Linked DNA regions of Mus musculus: regions 1, 2, 4 and 5 are each linked to region 3. A link is a contact called in public Hi-C, HiChIP or PLAC-seq and promoter capture Hi-C data. All regions are on one chromosome and are shown on one strand. The core of a region is the stretch at or near the end of the contact, and the rest is flanking DNA. Distances in the headings are between cores, read along the strand shown. Region 1 overlaps B230217O12Rik (RIKEN cDNA B230217O12 gene). Region 2 overlaps Ablim1 (actin-binding LIM protein 1). Region 3 holds the start of Atrnl1 (attractin like 1). Region 4 holds the start of 4930449E18Rik (RIKEN cDNA 4930449E18 gene). Region 5 overlaps Ablim1 (actin-binding LIM protein 1).

Region 1 (4,319 bases), core at 192-2,691, 280 kb after region 3:
CCTTACTGTTCCAAACACCGGGCTCAGTCCCAGCCCATATCCAGTGCTGTGAACCAATGAAGAATTAGAATCTATGAATATGAGTTTACAAGGTAGCACCTTTAGGTGTTTAGGTTCACAGTTATTTTAATGTGTGCTGATTCATAAGCTGTAAAATGCAACACAAGTCAAAATATTTATTTGAGGTGCAGATGTTACACTAGGTGGCGCTATTTGGCAGCGTGAAACCTGTGTTGATTCCCGAAAATAAGGTTTTCTTTGTTTCGGTATTCTATGAGGCAGGGTCTCTCTACTTAGCCCTACTGATTTGAAACTCGCTGTGTCGAACAGCCAGCTCTCAAAGTTGAGTCATTTCCCCTTCCTTTGTGTCTTGAGCGTTGGAATTACCGGCGTGAGCCGCCACATTCTGCTAGATAATGGTTCCGTTATACTTTGCCATACTTTACAGTTATTCCGAAGGTACACAAAGCAATTCAGTTATTTGTGATTTTAAAGTAATAGGCTTTTAACTTAAAAATAGGGGTCGACAGAAGACTGCAAGTGGAAAACCCACCTGTGATTCTACGTTGCGATATCTTTTGAGCTTTATATCTCTATGGTGCAGGAACCTCACAGAGAGGCAAGTCCCATGCCAGACCTTGACCTTCCACTCCCATGATGCTCATCGAAATGGGACTCATAATCTCACTGAGCTGTAGGTATTTGTGGTTTTCTCAGTTTTGACTCTTCTTCCTCCTCCAGGTTCTATTCTTTTCATATTATTGTTTTACGTAGCGTGTGCGCACGCACGCACGCACATAATTGTAATTTGTTTGTGTTTACCTACCCTTCTCTTCTGTCCCTTCCTGCCTTCCCTCACTGGCCAGCTCTCCCCCAGAACAGTTACCCTTCCTCTTCTATGTCATAGCTATAGATACTGATGTAGACTCAACAATAAGAAAACATTGCAACATTTTGTCTTTCCCCATAATCCTCTCTTCCCACCTTTTCCTCCATTCACTTTGGCCTCTCTTCTATAGTCAGCACCTCCAAGCACACACACGATTCTTCTTATGTGGAAAGTTGAGACGTCTGCTTTTCCAAGTCTGGCTTATTTCTCTTAACATGATGGTCTTCAGTTCCATCCATTTTTCTGGAAAAAAAAATCACACACTTCATCTGTCATCACAGCTGAATAAACACTCTACTGTGTATAAATGCCACTTATTTATTTATTTATTTATTTATTTATTTATTTTTGCCCACCATCTGTTGATAGGCATCTAGGCTGGTTCCTTCCTTAGCTGTTGTGAATAATTCAGCAATCAACACCCACACACAAGTATCTCCCTGCTCTGCCAACTAGGCTACTTTTAGTTTGCTGAGAAACCCCCACACCTTTGAGAAACCATGCTGTACCAGTCAGTCTATATTCCCTTCAGCATAAATAAAGGCCACTCCCACTCCCTCCCCACATCCTTGCCACAGTTTGTTGGCATTTGCTTTTCTGCTGACTGAGGTGAGATGAAATCTCAATACAGTTTTAAGTTGCATTTTCTTGACAGTTAAAAATGAACATTTCTCCTCCACTTCTCTTTCTCCTCCTTTCCAAGACAGGGTTTCTCTGTGTTGTCCTGAAACTCATTCTGTAAACCAGGCTGGCCTTGAACCCAGAGATCTGCCCTATTCTGCCTCCTGAGTGCTGAGGTTAAAGGTGTGCACTGCCACGCCTGGCTGAACATCTTCAAGTATTTATTGGACAATTTGGCTGTTCCATAATTCAGAACTGACCCTTGCTGCTGTCTCCAGCAATGTGCAGGATGCCAGATTCAATCTCCCTGTCTGCATCTCCTGCTCCTCTCTGCAACTGCATTGTCCTGAACCCTGTACCGATGAGGACTGACAGCTAATTGTGCACACCTCTTTCCAAGTCCAGGTTCAATAGGCTCAGTAGCCTGGAATCAGGTGAGGGGAGGGTGTTTATGCCACGGAAATCAGCTGATGCTTCAAACAGGAGTCTCTCTTCCTAAGAGCCACTTGTTAACTGTTTGCCTGCACTTGGAGAGATGGTGGCTGCCATCTTGTCTTCACAGCTTCTCTCCCATCCCAGTTTCTCTTGTCTCAGACTTTGTTTTTTATTAGCATTCTCCTGGACTCAGTTCTGGGTCTCTCTCCTCCCTTTCAAACATTAGCTAGCTTCAAGAACAGTCTTACTAATTCCCACGTATTTAAATGAAAACATTATCAGGAGTACCACATTCAGATAGGTGTTTCTTTCTCCATACCCTCTCTTGTGACCCCTCCCCCATTACCCTCTCTTGTGACCCCTCCCCCATTACCCTCTCTTGTGACCCCTTCCCCATTGCCCTCTCTTGTGACCCCTCCCCCATTACCCTCTCTTGTGACCCCTCCCCCATTACCCTCTCTTGTGACCCCTCCCTCTATTCAGACTCCTTCATCACTCAGCTGCAGACCTTTAATATCAAACCATGAATATGAATTTGTGTCTCACGGACGGACAGACAGACAACACAAACGCATGGCCAGAGCAGAGTCTCAGACTTGACTGCACAATGTTTTCTCTTTCCTCTTTTCCATCCCACTGGACGCGAGAACCATACACTCTTCTGGTTGAAGCCAGAACCCAGAGAGTCAGCGGACCTTCTTAACTCTCATCAAATCAACAAACCCTGCCCCAACTCTACCTCCCAACTGTTTTTGACTTCGCACGTGTGCACGCATGTGTGTGTGTGTGTGTGTGTGTGTGTGTGAGAGAGAGAGACAGACAGACAGACAGAGACAGAGAGATAGTGAGAGAAAGAGAGAGGGGGAGAGAGAGACAGAGAGAGGGAGAAAGAGACAGAGAGAGGGAGAGAGAAAGAGACAGAGAGAGGGAGAGAGAGAAGAGAGAGAGAGGGAGAGCGAGAAGGACCTCCAGACAGTTATGTGCTTCCAGCTAAATCTTCCTTCAGTCTGTACCCTCTCTGTTCTGATCTTCCTTACGGGATTAGGACAGAACTTTCTGGAACTGCCTGCTCTACAGTCTTTTAACCTTGCATCCTGTCTCCTCCAGTGTTATCTTGTATGGGTAAGGGGCTGCCCCGGGCATCATTTCATTACGCAGCTCACAAAAGGGAGAGACTAGAATCCCTGACCCACTCTGGTTTTCTCAGGGAACTTTGACTTTCTTGGCTGTTCATTTCCCCCAGGGATCCCGAGGTGTGTTATCAAGGGGCCAGCCTGAGTTTGTTTTTCAACTTGTACCCTTTCCTAAAGAGGGGGTGGTGCAGAGTGCCGTCTGTCACTTAGGGTAGGTTTCCAGGAATTGCTCAAGCAATTCTGTCGTCTGTGACTGTGAAAGGATAAGACACCCACCTTCACTAGAGGGCGCACATGAGCCACTGTGAAAAGAAATTCTCTCTCTCTCTCTCTCTCTCTCTCTCTCTCTCTCTCTCTCTCTCTCTCTCTCTCTCCTTCCCTCCCTCCCTCCATCCTTCCCTCCCTCCCTCTTTCCCTTTCTCCCTCCCTCCTGCCATTCCCCTTCCTATCTCTCTACGGGGCTAGTTGGGATTACAGGTGTGAGCCACAAACCCGTCCATTCAAGAGTAATCATTGCAGGAATTCCATTAACAGTAGACTTTGAAAAACTTCAATGACTAGCAAATGAAAACTGAGGCAGCCTGAAATAAATACTATTGACTGCACCACCGACCGAGGCAGCCTCTGAGACTCAGAAAAATCTTCAGGATAAACTGGTAAATGAAAATGCGCTCTGTAGGGTCAGTATGGAATAAAAGAAGTCATGTTGTATTGTGTGTGTCCTACCATCACACATGGGTGTTTGTAAAGGAGGGAGGTTGTGAAGAAGGATAGCTAACAGACGTAGATCTTAAGCATCCCTCAAAGGTGGGTTAAAGGTCGGTCCCCAGCTTTAGGTACATGATGGTGCATCCCAAAGGGACTGTGAAATTCTGGTCCATGGGGCAAGAGGACACCAGATGGAAGAACTGGTAAAATCCCCTCAAAATAAGATTGAACCCCTTCTTTTAAAAAACTAAACACCTATCTCAAAGTATCGCTCCGTGGCACCTCAGTCTTCTAGCAGGCTGAACCATGAAGTTCAGGTCTCAGTGACTTGTCCCCAACCCTGGATCAGAATTGCTCCCAGTAGAGAAGCCGGTGCTCCCAAAGGCAGGCTTGGATGGTAGCGCAACCCCGGCAGGCTTCGAGGGTAGCGCAGCCTTGGCAGGCTTGGATGGTAGCGCAGCCTCTGCAGGCTTCGAGGGTAGCGCAGCCTTGGCAGGCTTGGATTAGGTAGCGCAACCCCGGCAGGCTTCGAG
Region 2 (3,893 bases), core at 702-3,201, 470 kb after region 3:
TGCCTCTGAGAAGCTGGTGTGGAAATCAAGTGTGATTTCCTTCTTGGCAAAAGCCCAGGTATCTGCCCGGCCACAGCCGGTTATGGCCTTTTACCAGGTTGAAGTCTGCAATGGAATCAGGTAGACCTTCTGAGTCTGATGATGATTCCACTGGAGGAAGTTCATGCAGAATAAAACTTACCATTCTGAAGTAAACATTTTGGTGGCTTTGATACATCTGTAAGCTGCACGACTGCCTCTCGGAATATTCTCAACTCCCTAAAAGAAAACTTTGTTTCCATAAGTAGCTGTTTCTCATCTTGCTCGCTCTCTAGCCTGTCAGCCCCTGATCTGCTGCTCTCTTCGTGGATCTGCGTGGCCTGGATGACTCCTCTAACTCCGATCTCGGTCTTTGGTTTCTGGCTTCTTCATTTGATGCCGTGCTTGCCAGATTCATCCAGGCTGTAGCATTTATCTGTATTTCATTTCTTTTCACGGTTAGATAGTATTCCATGATGGAGCTCAATCATGTTCTGAACGTCCATTTGTCTGTTAATTGACTGTTTGTCATTTCTGGTTTTAGTTATTCTAAACGTGTACGTACAAATATTTGAAATTTTTTCTTTTACATCTTGGTATATGGACTATTCCAAGTCTACAAAGACCTGGCTGCCAACTTTAAAGTTTCTCCAGGAAATTACCTTCCCCTGGTATTCTTTTTTTTTTTAAAGATTTATTTATTATTATATGTAAGTACACTGTAGCTGTCTTCAGACACACCAGAAGAGGGAGTCAGATCTCGTTAGGGATGGTTGTGAGCCACCACGTGGTTGCTGGGATTTGAACTCAGGACCTTCGGAAGAGCAGTCAGGTGCTCTTACCTGCTGAGCCATCTCACCAGCCCCTTCCCCTGGTATTCTTAATAAGTCCTGCATGACCCAGGCATCGTTGAATATTCTCAGGTGATAGCAAGTAGTGGAGTTCCCTTGGAGTGGCCTTTGTCCATCTCTCGATTACTCCCTCTCTGAGTTTTTGGTCCTTCTGTTTTTTTTTTCCACCCAGAGCAGAAACCCTTGTTGGTAGCTTGAACAAAATAATTTTTGTAGCTCTTGCTTAGATTTCTTTAGTTATAAGCATCATGCTGTACAGTATTAGCCATAGGATTCCTGCTTGAGAAAATCTGTGTATGTGTGTGAGGGGAGTACATATTCATGTCTGTGAGGACATGTACGGGGGGGGGGGGGTGCATGTTCATGTGTGTGAGGACAAGCATGTGTGGGGGTGCATGTACACGTGTATGAAGACATGTGCATGCATGTTGGAGGGTGCCTGTTCATGGGTGTGAGAACGGTCGTGTGTGTGTGTGTGTGTGTGTGTGTGCATACATGTAGAGCCATAAATCAGCCTTTGGTGTTACCCCTCAGGATAATGCACCTTGGCTTTTGAGGTAGAATCTCTTACTGGGTAGGATGTAACAAGGGGACTTTTCTGACCACTGAACTTGGGGCATCTACTTCTGTGTGCCTCCCTAGTACTTGGGTCCTTAGCTACTAAGGCATCCCCCAATGGATTCCTAAACGAATGGAGAGGGAAGGACTCTGGGTCTTGTGACTACTAAGAACCACACCCAAGAGCAGTTAAAGGGGAGAGTCACCTTGAGAATCGGCGGCGTGTTCCTTGTGGCAGGCTGTGAACCCTGGCTTAAGGGATTTGACTTGGAAGCTTGACAGGCACACTTGGTACCCATTTATGAGAACTCCAACCAAAGAAAGTACAACTCTGTAAGCATCTGTCATGGGAAGAAAGATGGGCTGGCATGCCTCTGCCAGTTCCATCTTTGAGGACTTAGCTGGTGGCGGCTGCCAGGGCTGCCCTCGGCTGCCCTGAGAAAGCTGACAGAGTGCTGCTGTCATGGGTCACAGAAGTGGGTTTGCTGCGCTGTATTGTTTTCCAAAGACAACAAGAAGCTCCACTTAAAATAGCCAGTCAGAGGCTGCTCGGGCTTGTGCTGTTTACAACATGGCGATCAAGAGAGAGCAGAGGGAACAGCTGACCTCAGCAGGGGCCAATTACGGAAGATCTTGTTCAAGGTTACATACTTGGGCAGCATATAAGCTTTTCAAAATCATCCTGGGTCATTTTTAGCTTCTGGGATTAAATGATTAATAGCACTGAGACCCCTTTTTTTTATAGAGAGGGGGTACACAGAACCTACATGGACAATATGTTTCCCTTATCCAGTTATGAATCTTCTGATATCATGGTGCTTTTCTGTCTTATGGCAGCGATGTCTATAAGTTTAAAACTACTTAAGCAAGAAGACCCAAGTTCAGCTTCCAGCACCCGTACTGGGCAGCACACAACCATTTATAATTCCAGCTCCAGGGGATCTGACACCCTCTGACCTCTGTGGGCACCTGCATACACACACACACACACACACACACACACACACACACACACACACACAGAGGTGGGTGGAGAGGGAGAGGGAGAGGGAAAGGGAGAGAGAGAGAAAGAGGCTGTAGAAATAACCCTGTACAGTGCTTAGCCTAACAAATGTGTAGCTTTGCGTTTCGTGTAGTGCCCTGTCTTTATTTGTTCCATTTTGTATGTGTCTGAGACTGGGCCTTGCTCTGTGGCCCAGGCTGTCCTGGAACTCTGGGATTCCCAGGTAAATCTTCCAGCTTGTACCTCTCCAGCTGTGGATTACAGGCAGCACCACCATGCCTGACTCTTCCTTTGCTTATGTTGACCCTGTACCCATGGCATTTGCTAAGACATTCTAAAAGGAAACTGTGGACTCACCGGTTTAAATAAGCAACATGGACTGGGACCAGCCCTTAATTGTTAGCTCACAGGTGTCTAATTTAGGACCTGGCAGTATCCTGTAGCCTGGATGAAAATGAAGGTCAGCTTCCAAGAATAATCCAGCAATGCCCACTTGACAAATGATGGTAGAGACTTTTTTGGTCAAGGAAGTATTTTCAAATACCTTAAGGATGTTGAAACTCTGGACCAGCTTTCACACTCACAGAGACACACACACACACACACACACAGACACAGACACACAGACAGACACACACACAGACACACAGACAGACAGACAGACACACACACACACACACACACACACACACAAGGAAAATCTGGATCATTTTAATCTGTGGGTCTCCAAGTAAGGACCTATGTTAGTTTGTTGTACTGCTGTGATAAACACTCAGATAAAAGCCATCTGAGGCGAGAAGGTTTGCTGCACCTTCCAGACTAGACGCCATGTTCAGGGAAGCGAGAACAGGAGCCTGGAGGCTGGAACTGAAGCAGAGACCATGGCCGGGTACTGCCTAGTGGCTGGCTCTCCATGGCTTGCCCAGTCTGTTCTCTTATACACCCTAGGCCCACCCATGCAAGGATGGCACTGCCCACAGTAGGCCAGGCCCTTCCACATCCATCACTAACCAGAGAAATGTCCCACAGGCTTGCCCACAAGCCCACCCGAGGGAGGCATTTTCTCAGCAGACGCTCCCTAGCTGATGTCAAGTTAACCAAAAACCTACCTGCTCAGAACCTCTGAAGGCCCGTTTAGAAGCCTTAGTGCTTAGTGGTTACAATGATGAGAGCAGGTGACTTGACACTAGGGCTTAGGAGGCACCATAACTAATGGGAGCTGGCTATCCCATACACAGCGGGCAGTCACTTAGCACCCCCAGTGGCTGTTCTCTGGCTAAGTGTTAAAGATCGTAATCCAAAAGCACCTGACCCTAACATAATATCCTGTCTGTCTGTCTGTCTCCGTCTCCCCCCTCCCCCGACACACACTCACACACACACACACACACTCACACACACACACACACACACACACAGAGAGAGAGAGAGAGAGAGAGAGAAGGCTGGCAAGTCTGAGCTCT
Region 3 (3,893 bases), core at 886-3,385:
ACAAGTGAGTGTAGCTTTTTCCTTGTCCATTGCTCTCTCCCACAAGATATCCTCTTAACAAGTAAAAGGGCTGGCTGGCTAACACTATCACCGACAGGGGAACTAATGCTACTCAAGAGGCATCATAAAATCAGATCTTGCTTTCTCATTGTAAACTTTTTTAAACTTTTCAGTGGCACCTCTCTTTTTAAATTACTTTAAAGGTATCTGTAAAAGTTATGTATTCACTCCTAAAACTTTGAACTCTGGAAATACTTACTGCTCCAAACCAATTTTATGAAATTTCACCTAAGATTTCCCACCAAAACCAAAAACTAAAGAATAAAATCTACTTAAAATTTCAAAGTGTCATTTAAGACAAACATTTTTTTACACTTAATATGGGGTATTGCTCTAGCGAGCAACAGTAAAAATGTGGGAAAGAAAGTAAAGAAAACTATGCTGTGATTAAAACGCCAAGGAAACCACCCTGAAATAGATTAATAATGTCAGCCATATTCTTACCTTTGGCTCAAAGCCAGAGATACTTTACCTAGATTCTGCTTTCATCTCCACAACAAATACTAGCCATCTACATAGTATTATTTCACAACCACAATCAGCCGTAAACTTCATGTTAAATATCTAGGACAAGCTTTCTCGGTGACCGCTTTCCTGCAGTTTCTCAGAGAAACCCACTTCTCCGCCTTCCCAACGGCCACCCCACTTCTTTTTATAGAGGCAGAAATCTAATAAGCATCAGCCAATAGGGAGAAGTGTCTCTTCCCCAGAGATGCAGGCTCCTTAGCACCTTGCTTTTCAGCAAAACCAAACTGCTGTCCCCCATACACCTGTCAAAAGTCACACAAAGCCATGACTGTCCTGATAAACCCAACACCTCTAAATGCATATTCTGGAGTGAAGCTGGCTGGACTGGAATCACGACTCAGCATTTTCTGCATAACCTTGATCGAGTTAACTTAAATTGCTGCCTGGATTTCTCTCTGTAGGTTCTGGATAGAAGGCGTAAAATTCCAGTAAGTTATAGACTTATGGGGAAATGGGTGAGAGGACCAACCTAGAAACTTATAACAAGGTACAGATCGTAGTTTGCCCATTGTAAACCCTATTTACCACACTCGACGATTACTAAACCGAGGCGTGCTCTCTGACTAGAGGAACAGCACAGGGAAGGAGCTGGGCCACAACTTTAAACCCTGACGCCTCTGACTTCTCACAATGTTCATGGATTTTTCATGAGTTATTTCCTCCGTTTCTGATGGAAACAGATACTGTCCTAATTGGCGGAGTTTGGCACGAATTGGAGTGAGAACATTCTTTCTGCGCAGAGGATGACAAGCCGCTGAGGACATGCGGAAAGCACCGAGTCAGCCCGGGCTGGGCGCCTGCTGGAGCTCCCCGGGGCACCCGGAGGCTGGAGGGGCGCAGCGTAGGGCCCCCTCCCGGGGACCCCGAGGCCAGAGCGGGGCGGGGAGCTACGCTGGCGGGGCAGGGCTGAGGCTTGGGGTCCCACGGTAGCACTTACTTGAACCTGCCCTGGCAGTGCTGGCACTGGTCCCCAACCCAGCCCGGGTCGCACAGGCAGGTGGAGTTGACACAGCGACCGGAGAAGCAGGAGCCAGTCCTCTCGCAGGGCTTGGACTGGGACACCTGAGCATAGAGCGCCAGGTAGAGGAAGCCATAGCACAGCAGCCAGCTGTTCCCGTCCAGCAGCAGCCAGGAGGAGGCGCCCCCACCGCCCGCCGGCCGAGCCCTCCACAGCACCGGGGAGGCCGGCTGCGGGGCACCCGAGCGGGCCCGGACCCCCGGCTCCATCTTCCTCGGCGTCCCGGCTCGGCGGGGCTGCGCTCGCGGGAGCGCACGGGGATGCCGCTGAGCGGGGATCCCGGCCGCAGAGGACCTCGCCGCCGCCGCTGCTGTTCCTCGGCTCCTCAACGGCGCCGACCCCCGTCCCGCTGACCGGTCCGGAGCGGCGGATCCCAGGCGCGGCGGCCTCCGGTCGGCTGCCTCCAGTCACACTCGGGCATCGCCGCCCGCTCCCCTGACCTTGTCCTCGGCGAGCCGAACCCTGCAGCCACGGTAGCTCCGGGAGCGGAGCGAAGAGCCGGCGGCGCCCCGCGCTCCGGAGGGGACCCGAGGGGGAGGGGACCGGGCGGGAAGGGGGAGGGGACCCGCACGGCCCCGCCTCGCCCGCGCCCCGCGCCGAATGCCGAGGCTCGCCCGGGAGGGCGGGGCCGCGCGGGAGCCCCCGAGATGGGCGCGTCCAACAGGAGCACGCGGGGAGGGGAGGGCGGCTGTCGGTACCCGGCGGTACTCCTGCTAGCCTGAGATACCGCAGCAGCCTGCTTCCCTCCGTCCTCCAGACACAGTTGCTGTGGCCGCGGTCGCAGCCCAAACTGCGGAGAGACGTCCCCGCAGCCTTGTGCGTACGCACTCTCGTGGCCACTCCCCCCCCCTCGGTCCGGGCGCGGTGGTCTCGCCCGGCCCCTGACGGGGACCTGGGACTCCCCCGCGCGCCCACCCGGCCGGCGGGCACCGCTGGGAGTGCGTCCCCAGGTGTGGCCCGCGCCGCGGAGCCCACGGAGGAGAAACCCACTCCGACCTCGGGGCCTCGGCAGGAAGGCAACCTTGTACTCCGCGGGCTGCAAAAGTGAGGCGCCCGCCCCAGCGCTCCCCGAGTCTCCTGCACGTTTCTTCTTCTTCTTCTTTTTTTTTTTTTTCTTAAAAACTCCCAACTACACACAAAGAGCTGAGCATGTGCAGCCAGCAAAGTCTTAAAGGCACCGCGGTCTGACCACGTTATGGGGTGCAGGGACAGGGCGGAGTGGGGTGAGGGGCTGCATGGGGCGCGAAGCTGCTCCCGTGGGGCGACCTCAGCCGCGGCGGCTCTTTATCGCCCAATCGGGGCTCCTCATGCCCAACAAAGAACTGCTCCGAGAGCCACCCCTCCCGACGCTGCCTCGGAACCTCACCAAATCTTCTTTTCTCTTGTCTATGTTTCCTCCTTCGTCTGGGACACTATTCTCTCTTGAAAAATGTTGCGACATCGGGGCTTTTTTTTTTCCTTCAGAAAAGCAGAAGTGATTTCCAGAAAGGGCCCTTTCCCGTTTTCAGCGGCATCTATTTCTTCCTTGAGATGACTTTCCAAGATTTAATTGCATAAGCTGAGATATGTCTTCTACTTTTCTCTATACGGGCCTGTTAGCTGAACCCTTGAGAGGAAGCTGTGCACAAATTGCAGGCAAGCACCCTCGAGAGTTGTTGGAGCTCCACCAAGGAGCAGGCGGTACGAACAAGATTGTGAAACTCACCAGACATTTCTGACAGCTGGAGCAGAAAAGTTTTGGTTGTAACCACAGTCATAATATTATTGTTAAGATTCACTCCGAGTTTATTTTGGGAATAATGTACCCACGTCATCTCTTTTAATCTCCATCATCCCAATTCACAGAGAAAATCCTCTATTAACCCCATTTCGCAGATGAGGGAATAGCATGAGAAAGGCTGAGGTGCGTGTTGGTAGCAGAAACGGATCAAGTCCTCTAACTTGTGTGCGTTTTCAATGTTTATCAGCCCACTTCTGTTTGCAGCTGCTTTGTTCTCCTTTGGTGAATAAAACATAAGTGCTGGCTGGCTTGGTTTGCAAATACCTCAGCAATGACTTAAGAGGAAAACAAAAGTCCTGGAAAAAAAAAAAAAAAAAAAAGGCTCCTTCCCAAAAGAAGAAAGGCAGCTGATTCTCACTTGTACAAAAAAAAAAAAAAAAAAATCCATTTCCGGGACACAATAGTGTGAGCCATGTCCTGTAGAGCCTGAAATTTGGCCTGCCCCATACTTTCCCACCTTTTCCACATTCTGGTGTTCTTCAGAAAGAGGGGGGCAGAGTTAAGAGG
Region 4 (3,921 bases), core at 370-2,869, 340 kb after region 3:
AGAGCAATTTTTTTTTTTTTGACAAAGGATGGAAAACTACCGAGATAGGTTGTTTCGCTCGGATGAGGTGAGGGTTTAGTGACAAGCTACTTCTGTTCTCAAAGCGCGTATATTCCAGAGAAGTAGCTGGAAGAGCCAGGAAACTGTGACTCTTCAGCTGGCTCGTAGCTTCACTAATAATTAACCTAATGGGGTGAACAGCTGACCAGAGGGCAAAGTAGTCAGAAGAAGGTTATGTCAAAATGCTGCCTCCTCCCTGGTCCCCATAACAGAGTCACAGCCTCATTTTCTTGGACTCGGGTTTAAGAAACACCCTGGGGTTACCGCCATTCCTTAGCTGAGTTCCGCGGTTTCCTACACCCCGTGTCCTGAAGGCAGTTAACAGGATTCACAGTCCAGGTCTTAAACACTCACTCACTCAGTGGTTACTTTCAATTTAGGAATCAGCTGTCAACATTTGATTCTCAGGGCGTATTTTTATTTAGCTCCAGTCATGTGGAACAGAAGCCTTTAGTATTTTCTAAGGGTCTGTGTTTCCTCGGATGTCCCAGAGTTTGATGGTGTCAGCTCTGGAGCTAAGGTGGCAGTCTGGGCCAGCTGGAAATCTGGTGTACTTGGGGCTTAAGGACAGAAAGCAGGTACTTTTGGAATCAGCCTGGAGTCACGCGTTTGCCCTGCCATTTCTGTTAGCATTCCTTCTAGGCTCCGCCCCACCGTTACCTGGCAACAGCCAGGTACTGCCTGACTCACTATAAAAGGGGCTGCTTGCCCCCTTCCTCACTCTCTTAATCTCTTACTCTCTCCTACTTTTACCCTCTCTGTCCTTTCTCTCCCCATCCTCCTCCCCCTTCTCTCCCCATACCGCCCTCTACCAAATATATTCCTGGCTCTTTCATTTTTATAAAACGCAGCAATTCGCTCATTGAGATAACTCAGTGCAGATTTTCTCTAAGCCTCAGTTTCCTCGCAGACAAGATACTGTAAGCAGAGTACAGAGGAACGGCAGCCCAACCTGAGAGGTGCTGAGCAGGAACCATGTTACCGTTCCGTTTAGAAGCTGGAAGGGTGCCTGTGTGCGCAGCAGAGGAGGCAAGCTGAATGACTGCGTAGACACTGACTCCTCCTCGACCCAGCTGGGGAAGAGCAACCTCACGAACACCTTAAAGTGCTCGGAATACCCAGAAGACAGTAGGAAAGGTGGGGTGGGCACCTCGCTGCATAGGATTCTACACCTTTGCCACACTTGCTTGTCACTTTAAAAGTGAATATGGTTGAATGACTTAACAGGACCCTCCCACAAACCCACAGTCTCTTGTCTCCAGAAGTAATTACTGTCTTGGCCTTTGGTATTACTGCTGCCTTGTTTTCAGAACGTCTCCATTTGTGTGCTGATCAGCAAACCCTGTAAGTCGATGGTCAGAGTGGTTTTTCTCCTATGAGAGCACATAGCTTTCCTCTTCCCCCTCCTCTGCTTCCTCCCCTGACTTGGAGATAGAACCCTGTTCCTACCTGTTTCTATAGTCCATTCCTCTCTACTCCTCCCTCCTTTCTTAAGAAGTGGGCCTTCTCATTTCTGCCTTCTAGGCTGGCTCCAAACTCCCAGGTGCCAGAGATCCTCTGGCTTCAGCCTCCCGAGTTGCTGGGATTCTAAGAATGCTGCTGAGCCCAGGTTCTCTTTTTTCCTGCTGACTTGTGTTAGTTTCGACTGTTCCTGGTGTTGATGGATATTTAGAGGCACTATCACTCCATTTTTTTTAAATCTCTGTGATTCACTGAACAGTCTTACCTGTGTCTTGTCCCCCACTACCCAGTCCTGAAAGGGCAACCCTGGACCAACATGCAAAGTGAATGGACCAACAGGAACTACTGGGGCTTTGGGTTGAAGGTCTTCCCTTTCAGTAACTATTCACAGTTTGCCCTCAGAAGTACTTGCATGGGTTAATCTTACCCGCAGTGTAAACACGTCCTCAGTACTCCACAAAATCCCCAACAGCAGCCTCATCGGGCTTGAGGGTGGGGCAATATCTTACTCTCAGTGTATTTGGCATTTTCCCAGTTACTGAAGAGTCAGAACATGGCATGTTGTGTGACACCATCCCAGGGAATGTGAATAAATGTCTGCTCACCCCAGATTGGGATCTTTCCTTTCATACTGGCTGGGCGTGGCCCCTGTGTAACTCTGCCTACGCTTGCCCCTCCCAGCGTAACTCCTCCCATGCTTGCTCCTCCCAGCCAGCGTGTTAAAGGTACCTGCCCTATATTCCCTTTCCCTAGACCCCAGATTTCTGCAAAGTTACAGATTTCCAGGGTTACAAATAGCCTGCGAGTTTTTTTTTTTTAAAATAGGGATTTGCCCATCCATCCTCGTACCCAGAGCTATATTCTGCCCCTTGCTCATTTTGATGCAGCAATTTTGAGCCTCTGTGTCTCTGGCACATTTCAGCATTTTCTACTGTCAATTTCTCTTCCTCATGAGACTCTTGGCCAGGAAGAAACAAGTAAGTCGTCACGAGGCTGCTGTGCTGCTCTGCGCATGCCCAGGGCTGGGCACCCGAGGCTCACTAGCTCAGGGACCAGTTCCTGGCCTATCAGTGAGGCAGACTGGAAAACAGTCATTTCAGTACCATGTGTTCAGTGCTACAGTGAGGAGATATGTGCATCAAGCTATGGTTGGAGGAACAGGGCGGGCATTAGTGCAGCCCTAGCTGGGTCTGAGAGCTCGAGTGGAATTTTGCCAAAGGGAAAAAGCAGACAAGTGTGACAGGGTGCGGAGTTGTCCTCCCCAGACCAGCCTGTGGCAGCAGGCATCTCGTTCCTGGCTTTTCATGCCCCTGGGTAAAGACAAAACATTATCTGCTTAGACACCACAGCATTCCTGTAAACTAATGCGTTAGGGACATAGAAGTACCATAAAAATCTGAGTGCACACATGTGTGCGCCATACGACGTGGAGTACGACTACTGCGCATGCCAGACAAACGCCCTGCCGCTGAGTGATTCCCTGAGCCCCTTCTCTGCTTTATATTCTTTACTTTATATTTTGAGACAGTGTCTCACCAAGTTGCCCAGGCTTGCTCTGAACTTAACAATTCTTCTACCTCAGCTCTGAAACAACTGGAATTGTGGACCTGTGCCACCAGACCTGGCTGACATTGTATTTCTTAATGAAGGTTAATGGTTCATATGTCTGGAATTTATCAGGACAAAATATGACCAGACAGTAGGATCTGATTAGAAGGCTTAAGAATGATCTGTGCAGGGTAAGGCAGTCTCAGAGTCTTTTTGGTCTGATGGGTGGTTAAAGCCAGAACACACGGTCCGAGTGGTCTGTGCCGTGCTTCTGCCCAGGCTCAGAACATAAGCAGGCCTCCTGGGACCTGTCAGAGTTTCTGTCCAAGTTCAAGGTCTCCTTGTGATGCCCCCTCTCAAGAGGTGGTACTTGCCTATCAGGAGCTGTTCATTACAGAATTGTTCCGAGTGGGATCCAGCCAGGAACTTGCTTGGGAAGACAGTTAATCTAATCCCACCAGCCTCTGAGACGTTACCGGTCCTATTAATAAACAGCGCGGCAGCCTCCTTATCGTGCCTGAGCGCAACCTCTAACGCATTCCCAGAGCAGGCTTCGTCGAGCCGCAGTGACATTTGCTATGATCCTGAGTTTTCAGGTAAACTCGGGACCTTTGTGGAACAAAGCAGGCACTGGGCTCTGGTTCCTGGCTGGGTTTCAGGTTGTGTCACCGCTGGGAATAGCTGTCACTGCGGGAGCACTATCAGCTGTCCTTCTTTACCGGTGCATCTGCATTGGTAGAGAGTGAAGGCGCTGCAGGTCTGCCGTGGAGAGTAAGGACAACAGTTTGTGGCCCGTCTTGTACAAGAGGCAGATGACTTTGGTGATTTTGTTCTCTTTAAGATTAAAGTTTT
Region 5 (4,397 bases), core at 1,406-3,905, 500 kb after region 3:
TATTGTATTTTGTATGGACCTTTCAAAGTTTGTTGTGGTAGCTCTGAAGATGATTTTTTAGATGAGAAAGTTGTTACCCAGACTGTGGTGGAAGTAGATGAGAGCGGTGGTTGGTAGATTTGGAGGAAATCTGAGCCGGGCTCCCTGTGGCTGCCGAGGAGTGTTAAGAGGATGTGAAGTTATTTAGATTATCCAAACAGGTTCTGACAGGTAAATGAAAAAAAAAAACCTAATTAAAATATAATTGTTGCCATTCTGTAACGGATCAAAAGGCTGGCTGGGTCTCAGGTGCTTCCAGTGGCTGATTTTGCCAGGCTTCTAGGCACGAATTACTTTTAAGCAGGTGTGGTGCCAGACCTCTTGTGGAGCTGTGAATGGAAGTTGTGAGGAGATGTTTTAAGTGGGGTTGCTTAAGCGTTTTCATGGGTCAGTGAGTTTAACCCTGTATCAGCGGTTCATCTACCAGCCACAGGGAATGCTGCACCAGGGCCACAAAGGGCTTCCTCTGCAGCGATTGCAGCTTATCTGGAAGACCAGGCAGACAGAGCCACAGGGGTTTTGTAATCTGCTGAGCCCTTCAGAACAGGGTTTTCAGCCTTTGCACTGCTGACATTTTGGATGGAGTCATGCTTTGTGGCTGGGGACTGTCCTGAAGGATGTTGAACATCAGGTTTCGCCTGCACTTGCCCGGTGACAGTGGTACCTCCCTCCCCAGCCACAACCTCAAATGCCTCCAGACTTTGGCAGAGCCTCCAGTGTGTGTGTAGGGGGAGGGGGGAGAGTGGCCCGCACCTGAAGGAGTTCTGCAGAGTCCCAGGAAAGGAATCAGACTAGCATTTTAGCCTTATCATTTAGGTTGTTGTCTGACCTTTATCTGAGGGCACATCTGTTGGGATGGGGGTGGGGTGGTATATGCCTCCTTCTCTTTGCCCTCAAAGGCCATCTGGTATTTGTCCCTGATGTGGTTTGTATAGTCAGGCATCTATATCTTGAGTGCATCCGGGAACTTCAATTTAAAATGAAAAAGAAACTCTCACAGTGAGTGGAATCACCCACAGCCTTTTTATTCTGCAGATAAAGGTGTTTTGATATGTGGGTATTGGGTGTGTCCACGCAAACCCAGGTCTTTCGTTTGTTTGTCCAGTTTGGGTGGGTGGTTTGTTGTTTTTGTACTTCTGGAAAATGAAGGTTTTTTAAACCCCGAACCTCCCCCAGATGCCCCACTCCCATATCAGGGGGTCTCAAACTCTAGAGTTTGGAGAGGGAATGGACCCTTACTGCTTTGTCAGGGAACTACTGTTCACAGTCTTTTTTCTACCTCACAGGTAACACGGAAGTCAGTGGCTGGAAGGTTTTTTGTCCATTGATTTGTCTCTTCTACCAACAGCGCATGGTACTGTTTGTTCCGTCCAAAAGATAAATACATATGAAACTACGTCTGCCTCGTTATAGCTATTTCTGGACAGCCCCATACCCCAGCAGTAGCTGTAAATTTCTTAGCTGTATACTCAGAGTCTCTTAGAAGTGGCGTTGGCCACGTTTTACAGTGTTTCTCCAAAGAGCAAGGTGCGGCTGTGATTTCCATGAGCAGCTGACCAGTCTAGAAAGCCTTACTGCTCTATCAGGAAGCTGGGAGAGGGAACTGGGCCGCCTTGGTTTGCTGGAATCCATCTTTAGTGATATGGCTGGATGGGGCCGTGGCATTATTATCAGAGTTCTGTTTCTGACTGAAAAATAAATGTATTTACCTCCACCTGGAGGCACCAGCGAGTTATGTGCACAAGTGTGGCATTTTTCCCGTGTGCTCCTAGAAACAACATTTCCTCCTTACTAAAGCCCAGCTTCTCGCTGCTCCCTAGATCTCAGGTCCACAGTGCAGAGAGCTTCAGTGTTTGAGGTCATTTGCTCTCCGTTGCACTCAGCAGTTGATGACCCTTGGAAAGGTCATCCAGGAGCTTGGCCTGCAGGAAGAGAGGCTCAGAAGGCTCTGATGGGGCAGGAAAAGGCAGGAGTGAAATCTTGGTCACTTATTATAAGAGTCACAGCCAAAAACACTCCCGTAACAAAACCTACAGCAAATGTATTTAGGTAAAGTTTTATATGGCACAGACAGTTTTAAAATGGATACCCAAAGACTTTAGGGAAACTCCATTTTTATGCTTTGCTGGGGTGGAGAATGGACAGCTGTGTGACAGGGCAAACTCATGTGACCTAACGAAAGGAGACAGAGGACCTGACTGGTCAGGAGCTACTGGCTTGGAGCATCAATTCCCCCTGGGGTAGGGCAGGACTCCTCTGACCAGAGAGGAATCACCTCTAGAATGTCTTTCTGGCCAGCTCCCACACAGACAAGTGGGGTAGGTCCGAGCATTATCTCAAGGTTTTATGGTGGGCTTTGGCCAAGAGAAGAAAAGTCTAGTTTCTGTGATTTGCTCTGTGAGAGGAAGAGTCCTAAGATGAGGGTGGGGGGTGGGGAAGGTCAGCGGGTGTGTCTTCCCAGGCCTTCCCAGCTCTTGGATGTTAACCTTCTCAGTGCCAAAAGCGTGCCTTGAGCGATTGCTCCAGAACTCTTATCTGCTAGCTGTGTCTACAGGTCTGCACTGTGTATTTTTTTTTTCAAAAGGATATATCTTGTGTGCCGCTGTGGGCAGGTGTTCCGTTTAAAGGTTGACAGGCAGGCACTTTGAAGAATGCAGAGGAAGTGTGGGTCTGTGCATTACAGAATTTGGAAGGGAAGAAAGCTTATAAATTCTTATTCATGAGATCCAGAAAGTCAATCTCTGCTGGTTTTGAAAGTCCCACAGGCTACACTGCCTCTGGCTTCAGTAAGACCATGGGAACCCCAAAGGACCTGAGGCAAAGGAAAGTCCTTGCATCCCCTGAGAAGGCTGTCATCCTGAGAAATCTTGCCATTACACATGAGCAGACCCCTCTCCTCGCTCCTTCTCACATGGCTTGGTGTGGGGTCTCAAGACTGAGACGGGGTCACGACCTGGCTGCAGGATTCTCACCATCTGAGGCAGTTACTGCGATGTGGACTGTGCTGGTGACCTGAACTCAGAACTTTCCTGGGATATGCAAGGAATAAAGGTTGTAGTGAGAGATAAAGAAAATGGAGAGCATTTTAGGCTCTTGCTTCAGTTCGCAGACTGAGCCCATGCCCTGAGAATGTGTGACTCCACAGAGCTGGCCTATGTCACTCACTATAGCTGTGTCAACCAGGGACATTGAGTTTTGTCACAGAGATTCCCAGGATGAAACAAACACCTGGTTTGGGGATATGGGTGGGACTTACAGTCTCTGTGTGTGTGTGTGTGTCTTTGTGTGTATTTCAGGGAGTATTAGTCATCTGTAGATACATAAATAGTCTTCAGGAGTCTTCATGACCAGGAAAGACAGGTATTACCATGATGTAAACATAGAGAAAAATTCACACATCAGATGCCTAAACAAGCAAGAGGAAAAATTAGAAGTTTTGACAAAAGAAATGATCTCTAAGTCTCAGAAGTGATACAGGCAGTTGTTTGTCATCTTTATGCATAGGTGACGGCACTGCACGCAGAAGGCAAAACTCAAAACTAGTAGAAGATTGTGGTTACATCACTCAACCGCAAGGACTCAACCGCAAGGACTCTGGGTCTCGCACTTCAGAGTTGACTTAGGGACTGGAGCGATGGCTCAGGGGTTGACAGCATTCGCTGCTTTTCCAGAGGTCCCAGGTTTAGTTTCTAACACCCATATGAGGTGGTCACAACTGCCTGTAACTACAGCTCCCAAGGACCAGTGCTCTCTCCAGGCCTTCATGGACACGGGGACACACACACACACAGAGACAGAGAGAGAGAGAGACAGACAGAGAGGCACAGAGAAGTTTTTTAAAAATATTTTTAAAAAGCAACTTCAAGCTCGGCAGTGGTGGTGCACACCTTTAATCCCAACACTTGGGAGGCAGAGGCAGGCGGATTTCTGAGTTCAAGGCCAACCTGGTCTACAGAGTGAGTTCCAGGACAGTCAGGGCTACACAGAGAAACCTTGTTTCGAAAAACCAAAAAAAAAAAAAAAAAAGAATTAAACTAGTTTCAAACTATTGAAGCTAGAAGATTGATTTTTATTTCTTGGGCTTCCAATCTGTCTCTGCCTGAAGCCAGAAAGGCTCAGAGCAGCCCCAGGAGAGGGACCGCAGTGAAGGCACGCACGCGCACACACACACACACACACACACACACACACACACACACACACACACACACACACACACACACACACACACACACACACACACACACACACACACACACACACACACACACACACACACACACACACACACACACACACACACACACACACACACACACACACACACACACACACACACACACTGGTGCCTTTATCCT

Evidence for each region. Promoter capture Hi-C pulls out the DNA fragments that hold promoters and counts their contacts. A called contact is a pair of places that touch in the nucleus more often than the background predicts. HiChIP or PLAC-seq counts read pairs in DNA pulled down with a chosen protein or histone mark.
Region 1: a contact with region 3 is called in a Hi-C map of CD8 T cells, with 4 times the contacts expected there. The contact joins the enhancer-like site here to the promoter of Atrnl1 in region 3. A contact is called at or near these places in 3 of 39 promoter capture datasets (the C10 cell line, hippocampal neurons and pre-B cells), 2 of 484 Hi-C or Micro-C datasets (CD8 T cells and embryonic stem cells) and 6 of 115 datasets of contacts at active chromatin or transcription factors (craniofacial prominence, embryonic forebrain, embryonic hindbrain and 3 more).
Region 2: an H3K27ac HiChIP or PLAC-seq map of embryonic stem cells shows a contact between it and region 3, with 5 times the contacts expected there. The contact joins the enhancer-like site here to the promoter of Atrnl1 in region 3. A contact is called at or near these places in 13 of 39 promoter capture datasets (the 3T3-L1 cell line, 3T3-L1-derived adipocytes, the HPC-7 cell line and 9 more), 2 of 484 Hi-C or Micro-C datasets (brown adipocytes and nephron progenitors), 18 of 115 datasets of contacts at active chromatin or transcription factors (the NIH/3T3 cell line, acute myeloid leukemia, cardiomyocytes and 14 more) and 2 of 9 other capture datasets (adipose tissue and embryonic stem cells).
Region 4: an H3K4me3 HiChIP or PLAC-seq map of bone marrow-derived macrophages shows a contact between it and region 3, with 3 times the contacts expected there. The contact joins the promoter of 4930449E18Rik here to the promoter of Atrnl1 in region 3. A contact is called at or near these places in 3 of 115 datasets of contacts at active chromatin or transcription factors (bone marrow-derived macrophages, embryonic limb bud and pancreatic cancer cells).
Region 5: a promoter capture Hi-C map of liver shows a contact between it and region 3, with 2.1 times the contacts expected there. The contact joins the enhancer-like site here to the promoter of Atrnl1 in region 3. A contact is called at or near these places in 3 of 39 promoter capture datasets (hippocampal neurons, liver and pre-B cells), 11 of 115 datasets of contacts at active chromatin or transcription factors (astrocytes, craniofacial prominence, embryonic basal ganglia and 8 more) and 1 of 9 other capture datasets (macrophages).

The regions. Positions count from the first base shown.
Region 1 is chr19:57,324,968-57,329,286 of GRCm38.p6, reverse strand. The region is part of intron 1 of B230217O12Rik (RIKEN cDNA B230217O12 gene); the gene reads left to right. Gm50270 (a long non-coding RNA gene) reads right to left here. Exons shown (of 3, transcript XR_003952853.1): 2 at 985-1,132. Among named protein-coding and RNA genes, the nearest start is that of Gm50270, 3.5 kb to the right of the region's middle. Within about 2 kb of position 1,441, at least 4 of the 459 cell types and tissues checked have an H3K27ac peak or open chromatin away from gene starts, as enhancers often do. A contact at or near this core is called in CD8 T cells, where this site is marked.
Region 2 is chr19:57,139,984-57,143,876 of GRCm38.p6, reverse strand. All of the region lies in intron 4 of Ablim1 (actin-binding LIM protein 1), which reads left to right. Among named protein-coding and RNA genes, the nearest start is that of Ablim1, 74 kb to the left of the region's middle. Within about 2 kb of position 1,951, at least 12 of the 459 cell types and tissues checked have an H3K27ac peak or open chromatin away from gene starts, as enhancers often do. A contact at or near this core is called in embryonic stem cells, where this site is marked.
Region 3 is chr19:57,609,276-57,613,168 of GRCm38.p6, reverse strand. Atrnl1 (attractin like 1) reads right to left here and starts at 2,135. Exons shown (of 29, transcript NM_181415.4): 1 at 1,526-2,135. The coding sequence starts at 1,815.
Region 4 is chr19:57,271,658-57,275,578 of GRCm38.p6, reverse strand. 4930449E18Rik (RIKEN cDNA 4930449E18 gene) reads right to left here and starts at 1,619. Exons shown (of 3, transcript NR_045319.1): 1 at 1,510-1,619. It also overlaps a transcript of Ablim1 not described here.
Region 5 is chr19:57,113,394-57,117,790 of GRCm38.p6, reverse strand. All of the region lies in intron 6 of Ablim1 (actin-binding LIM protein 1), which reads left to right. Among named protein-coding and RNA genes, the nearest start is that of Ablim1, 100 kb to the left of the region's middle. Within about 2 kb of position 2,655, at least 22 of the 459 cell types and tissues checked have an H3K27ac peak or open chromatin away from gene starts, as enhancers often do. A contact at or near this core is called in liver and memory CD8 T cells, where this site is marked.